Regions from separate parts of the Rattus norvegicus genome. Here region 1 is linked to region 2. Evidence: chromatin contacts called from public Hi-C data. All regions are on one chromosome and are shown on one strand. Each heading gives the region's core, a stretch centred on a gene start, on an enhancer-like site or on the middle of the called end of the contact. The rest is flanking DNA. Distances are from core to core; before and after follow the strand shown.

Region 1 (3,346 bases), core at 24-2,523, 42 kb before region 2:
CCCTGGGTCTGGCACAGACAGGGCTATTGCTGCTCCTGCTTAGCTCCTGGAGCAAGCTTTGCTCACTGCCCTGAGTGGCAGATTGAGCATACAAATCTCTCACTGCCCTTCAGTGACAAGCATGCTGTGAATGCGGCCTCAGGACTTGGAGAACAAGCTCCAGGCTGCTGCCCTGACTAGAGCAAGAGGTAAACTCACCTGCCTCCCCTGAGAACGACCATTTTCCTAATGTGAAACCACCTCTTACCACTTTAGCAGTAGGGCTAACAGTCTTCTGTTACAAATGGCTGAGCAATGTGAATGACTTCACATGGTGTCATTATCTTGCAATATAAACTGGTAACCTCAACGCCACACTTCATCACCACGTGAAGTAAATGAAGCTAGCTAAGCGGATGCTGTATCAACTAGTAACTTGCCATTAAGGTTATTTTATAGCATGAATTGAAGACTATTTATTCAAATGATATTTTACTCATATTCATTTTGCTTTAGGTTTGTGACATGAATATTTCAGTGCTGCTTCATTTCGTTCTGAATTCTTGTTTCTTGCTTGTAAATGGCTTTTTTATGGTAATAAATTCAATGGAGATTGCTGTTTGTAAATAAAAATGCTGCTAGAGCAACCTTGCTGTGGTCTCTGTCTTCCCACCCCACCCATGTCCTCCAGGAGCACCCCTGCCTCAGACAGACCCCACCCATGTCCTCCAGGAGCACCCCTGCCTCAGACAGACCCCACCCATGTCCTCCAGGAGCACCCCTGCCTCTGACAGACCCCACCCATGTCCTCCAGGAGCACCCCTGCCTCTGACAGGCATCTGTTTCTCTAGCCACTGGTTCTCTGAAAGGCTAGATGTCTCCTAGGAAGACTGAAGTACTGTGGTGCTCTGAACCTTTCCTGTGTGGCCAAGAGGGGTATCCTCAACATGCACCATGCTGAGTGCACAGCCACCTCGGGGTGTCCTGCCCAGTCCTTACAGTGGGGTGGGTGCTCTATCTGTGCCTAGCCAGTTGGCAATGACCAGAACTATTTTTTCGTCCTCCTACACTTTTTTTCTCTTTGTCTTCCTCCTACTCTTCCTTCTCTTCCTCCGTGCTCCCACTCACCCCCATCTCAGAAGCCTTTCTTCCTTGCAGCAGCCCTGCAAGGGTTAGACCCTTCACAATAGACTTACTGGGTGCTTCCGCTTCCTGTCTACTGCACAGCCACTAGAGGGACTGTTTATAGTCAACTTGTCTCCACCCACTCAGCCTCAGCTGAATGCACAAATCCTGAACTCTGGACCTTATGTTCTTAGCACAGACCCTGTACCACAGGGCGGTAGGGCTGGCGTGCAAGCATGGGCCAGCATGGCTTCCCACGAGTCTATAAGTCAATGGTTTCTTGCTTGTGTGTTCAAGTTGCTGGAGTTCTCTCCCATTTGAGCAGGGCTCCTTTACAGTCAGGTGACATTGAGTTGGTATATGCTATGGAAGGCCTATTTGAGAACCAGCTTCCCTTCTAAGTGGAGCCTGCCTGCATTAGCTTATGTGAATAGAGGCCTGGCTTTGAGTCTTACCTTTGCCTGACCATGGATTTGAGTCCCACAACTTCCTTTTGCACTTCCTTTCCACTTTAGGGTTTTACTTTTTGGGACAAGGTCACACATACATAGTCCAGGATGGACTTAAACTTGTTATATAGTCAAGGATGCCCCTCCTGCTCTTCTAGATTGCTGGGATTAGAAGCGTGCACCCTGTCTTTTCCATGCTGGGGCTTCCTAGGGAAGCATTCTGCCAACTCATCCACATCCCTAGCCTCCCTTCAGACTTTTAGCCAGTACAACTATGGGACCCACTTTTGACAAGTCTTGGTAGAACCTGGAGGATTGCCGCCTTGGCAATCAAGTTACTGCCAATGACTGTCATTTTAACTAGTCACTTCCAGATGTGTTCCACCACATATCTGGGTCCCTGGAGCTGGCTTCAGAGGATTTCCTAAGTGATTTTTCCCCCTCTGCTCAACCCCTTCACTTTCTTCCCTCAGTTTTCTAAGTATTACTGTGAGTATCAAAAGATGGCTGTTGCCTTGACATGGAGACATCCAGGCTCTGGGGCTAGATTCCATTATGGCAGTTCCTTGAGGCCTCACTAAGTTTCTTGAGAGTGTCCTTGCTTTGATCGATGATTCTTCTCCAGGGTGCTCTGGCTTCCATTCCCCAGGGTGCCAGGCCTCTGGTGCTGTTCAGATAGGGACAGGACTTCCTGTCTTGCTTTTGCCCATCTGTGGATATGGGAGACAAGCTGAGCCAACTGCTCGTCTCAGCTTTCTTGTTGCCCTTTAATCACAATATCTCCAAAACTCTCTCCTCTACTTTGACTCCTTCACATGTTAGAGGCAAGCATCACAGCACTAACTGAGCTAACCCACTCAGCCCTTCTTGCCTACTCTGCTGTGGCTAGGCGGGTGGTGAAATGGGGGGGGGGGGTGCTACCAGGTTACGATAACAACCACTGACTGCCTTCTTCCCTCTTCTGCAGTGCCCCTGCTCCCCTTCCCTGGCCCCCCTGAATAGGCCTCTTGCCACCAGGCTCTGTTGAAAGGCTCCACTTCCTGTGGCATTTTGCTCATAAACACACAGTTTTAGAAACTCTTAATGTGTGAAAGTGTGTATGATGTGGGAGTGGGCACACCGCAGCACTTGTAAAAGTCAGAAGACAACTTTTGGTTCTCTGTCCTCTGTACTGCCTTCATAGGGGTTCCAGTGACAGAACGAAGTTCATCAGGCTTGTACCAGTGCTACACTCTTAAGACATCTCAGCCCCCTGCTCCCCATCTTTTAAAAGATTGGGACTAGCTGTAAGGACCCTTGAGACCCTAGATTTTTGCCAGAGGGAAGAGGAGCCAGATAAAACTTAGTCTGAAAGAGGAGGCTCAGCGAAGGGACAGGATCTTGAAACAAAAGTCAGGTGGATTAAGTAGCTTAGAGCAAGCTGGGTGGTAGTGGCGCGCGCTTTGAATCCCAACACTTGGGAGGCAGAGGCAGGCAGATCTCTGTGTGAGTTTGAGACCAACTCAGTCTGCAGAGCAAATTTCAGGACAGCAAGACATACAGAAAACCAAAAACAACAGAAAAGAATTAAAGAAATTCCTCTGATCCAGCACAGTGGCTTATGTCTGTGATCCTAGTACACGGGGAGGCAGAGACCAAACGACCAGGGTCTTCTTAGTCTACGCAGCAAGTTGGAAGTGAGCCTAAGCCACATGTAGTGCCTAAAAACAAACAAAAGAAGTGGAGGCTGCATACATATGGCAGGCACACACACACACGTACACACACATACACACACACACATACACACATAC
Region 2 (3,422 bases), core at 593-3,092:
TATATGTGACAGGGTTTCTTCATTCTGGAGCTCTGGCCGGCTTTGTCTTCAGACACACCAGAAGAGGGCAGTGGACCCCCACTACAGATGGTTGTGAGCCACCATGTGGTTGCTGGGAATTGAACTCAGGACCTCTAGGAAGAGCAGTCAGTGCTCTTAACCACTGAGCCATCTCTCCAGCCCGTGACTGGCTGTTTTAACCATTTCCTTTGCTCTGTTTTCTCTGTAGCTTCTCCCCTCCTTCCTTCACTTCTTCCTTTTCTTTCTTTTTTTTTTTTTCTGGGTATTTCTTTGTCCTAGGCTGACTTTCAGTTGCAGAACTGAAAAATGAGCTAGCGTAATCCCAGCTCTCTGGAGGCAGAGGCAGGCAGATCTTTGAGTTCAAGGCCAGCCTGGTCAACAGAGTAAATTCTAGGACAGTCAGGGCTACACAGGTAAACCCTGTCTCCAAACAAACAAACAAACAAACAAACAAACCAGACGCTAAGCTCTTTAGATAAGCAGCTGTTGTGTGGGTATCTGAAGGGTGAATGAGTGAGGAATGAACTGGTGAAGAAAGTGGACTAATGTGACTCCATAAAATAGAAGGCTGTTGCTTCAGAGGTCCCTTCCATCATATGATACTGGAGTACTTCAGAGCGCTGTGTCTCGGTGGCAGTTATCGAGCAGGGTAGGAGTGATTCACTGAAGGCAGTAGAAGCTCAGAGAGGTCCATTATCCGGGCTGAGGCTATGAGAGAGTTGGGGTTCTTTTGTCTCTGTAGGTGCCTTTTGACCCCTAGACACCTTAGAGTGAGGTCGGACACTCGACTTGTGGAGTCTTGGGCGAGCTGAGGCAATAGAGCTGCATGGACAGAGGTACCTATTCCGGGTTTGCTTGACTTGCGGACTTAACTTCCCCTCATTGGATTTGGGGAGTTCAGTTCAACTCAGTGTCTTCGGACCAGTGAAACCTTACTTTGTAGTCAGTACTGAGATAGTGATCATCGGCGTGTGTGCTTGGTGCCTGATGACCAGAGTTAAGATTTGGGTTGTGTGGGAGGTTGATGAGGTGGTTTGCTGGTTGGTATATGGCCTCCTTGCTGACCTTACTTCACTTTCTTATGTGCCTTATCTCTCAGCACCTTTGTACCCAGCACCCATGGCCTCTGTGCTCATCAGGTGGCCTGTCAGTCTGGAGGACCAAGCTTCCTCCCGTCTCAGACGGGGGCAGAGACTTCGTCCAGCTTTCATGCTCAGGTGTCCTGTTTTCTCAGTCTTGTGAGCAAATCCGTGTGACTATAGCAATCTTGCAACAGCTGCCAGGAGGTCATACATGACTGCTAATAAAGCATGTCAGTGGTTAAGGGTTTATGTCAGATGACAGACTCTGAAACTGAGTCGTCATTGTGACTACAGGGAGCAGGGCTAAGCCCTGACCGGGTGTGAGGCTCTGCCGTCTAGCCTGGTGACAGTGGCTACAGTGTTTCTGGTCTCCAGTTCCATCTTGGTTCTGGGCTGTTGTAAGGAGGGAACCTCTTGGTCTTGGGAGAGCCTTGAACCCGATTTACCAGCATGCCCAGTGATGCTCCTCAGATGGGGAGGAACAGCTTGTAGTTTGGAAAAACAAATCACCCAATGTGGAGCCAGAATCTACCTTGAGGGGTTTCCTGGTGTCTATGCATCCTTCTGAGTCAGGAAGCTCAAGATTGGATGCCTGTCGAGATGAGCTGGAGGGGTCAGACTATACCTGCAGCTGAAGGCAGAGGGCAGCCTTGCCACTCCATTTTCCCTGTCCTGCCAGACCTGTCTGTCCATCTGTCTTGGCCTGTCCTTGTTGGACTAGTGAGTGCCAGCACTATGCTGCCTGTGGTGCAGTGAAAACAGTCCTGCTCTGTCTTGTACAAACATTAAATGCTTGAGCATGAAGCAGTAACAAATCAGCATGTAAAATATTAACTACAGCCCAGTGTGGTGACACATGTCTATCATCCAACACTTAAGAGCTGCAAGCAGGGGGATGTCTGTGTGGCTAATGTTGAGAACAAGGGAGAGATGAATGGTAGTCCCAGGAAATGGTACTGCTTGGACTGAGCTAGCAACCTCTGCCATGTTATGTCCTAGCTGTGGAACTTGGTTTCTGGACTTTCCAGCTGTCTGCTGAGCATTGATTTTTGAGCTGTTGTTTCTCTGGCTTCAGGAGAGCAGCTAGCCTTCTTTCTGCTTCTTGGAAGACTGGCTGCCCCCTTCTTCTTGAGGGTATTCGAGGACACCTTGAGCTCATTACTGGTTTTTAATCATGATGTGCTAATCTATGAAGCATGTAACTGAGCTTTACACTGTGTCACTGCCCTGGGGACCCTGTGGTCTTGATAGTCAGGAGACATTAAATGAGGACAGAACAGTGTTGGGGGAGGCCACACAGTAGAGACGGAAGCTCATAGGACCACATAAAACTTTAAGTCTTAGAGAAAGGTTTCAGCTTTCTGGGTGCAGGAAGTGGATAGGAGGTGCATTTGGGCAGCCACACAGAAGTCTGGGAGCTGGTATGTTGGTCAGGCCAGTGTGTGTATTTAGTGTGTCATTGGATGAGACACTGGGAGGCGGAGTTGGGTGGAAGGGGGCTTGAGAGTGCCCAGTGGATAGTGAGTCCCTGTCCTGAGATGGATGGAGGCTGGTTGAAGCCCTGTCACTGCTGACCCTGCTGTAGTGTACAGATCCTGGCCGTGGGTGGCTGTTTTATGAAACTGAGGTAGTAGACACTTGCACAGTGCCGTGGTGAGGAAGGAAGCTAATGTCTGTCTTTTGCTCTGTTGGCAGGAGATGGTGGTGGGTGGGTTGAGTAACTGAGAAAATGGAATTTGAAAGGAATAGTAGGTGGGGAGGAAGAAGGTAGTGAACTGGGGTTTGGCCATTTTGAGTCTGGCTAGCCTTTCTGTAGTGAAAGCACCCTCATTTGTACAGAAGATTCCTGTTCCTTTTAGTGTGTTTGATTGTTTGATATGTGTAAAAACTGTGCTAGACTTTGTTGATGGGGCATGAATGGCTTACATTGGCTATCTTTGTAGATACTTTGGGATACAGTCCACCATGACAGGGAAACCGTGATGGTGGGAATGGGAGGCTGTGGTCATGGTATGGAGCAGAGAGGTGAAAGCTGGTTCATGTTTATTCAGCCCCAGACTCCAGGCCATAGGATGGTGCTGCCACTTTCCTCCTTAGTTAAACTCATCTGCAGATGCCCTCAGAGACTTCTGAGTGTGGTTCTAAATCCAGGGGAGTGGGTGTCGAGGCTAAGTGACAAATGGCTGGAGCTACTGTAAGCCATTTTCTCATTTAGCTGTTACTCTGGGTCGGTGTCTTAGGGTTTTACTGCTGTGAAGAGACACCATGACCACAGCAACTCTTACAAAAGAAAACATTTAATTAGGGCTGGCTCACTAA

What was found. Hi-C and Micro-C count contacts between places; a contact is called where the count stands out from the background.
Region 1: a contact with region 2 is called in a Hi-C map of kidney, with 2.9 times the contacts expected there. The contact joins two enhancer-like sites. A contact is called at or near these places in 3 of 12 Hi-C or Micro-C datasets (the A7r5 cell line, the Rat2 cell line and kidney).

Annotation. Positions count from the first base shown.
Region 1 is chr3:37,098,313-37,101,658 of GRCr8, reverse strand. It overlaps Zbtb34 (zinc finger and BTB domain containing 34), which reads left to right. Exons shown (of 3, transcript NM_001399597.1): 3 at 1-626. Among named protein-coding and RNA genes, the nearest start is that of Zbtb34, 24 kb to the left of the region's middle. Within about 2 kb of position 1,273, at least 7 of the 93 cell types and tissues checked have an H3K27ac peak or open chromatin away from gene starts, as enhancers often do. A contact at or near this core is called in kidney, where this site is marked.
Region 2 is chr3:37,056,906-37,060,327 of GRCr8, reverse strand. The region is part of intron 1 of Ralgps1 (Ral GEF with PH domain and SH3 binding motif 1); the gene reads left to right. Among named protein-coding and RNA genes, the nearest start is that of Ralgps1, 9.0 kb to the left of the region's middle. Within about 2 kb of position 1,842, at least 19 of the 93 cell types and tissues checked have an H3K27ac peak or open chromatin away from gene starts, as enhancers often do. A contact at or near this core is called in kidney, where this site is marked.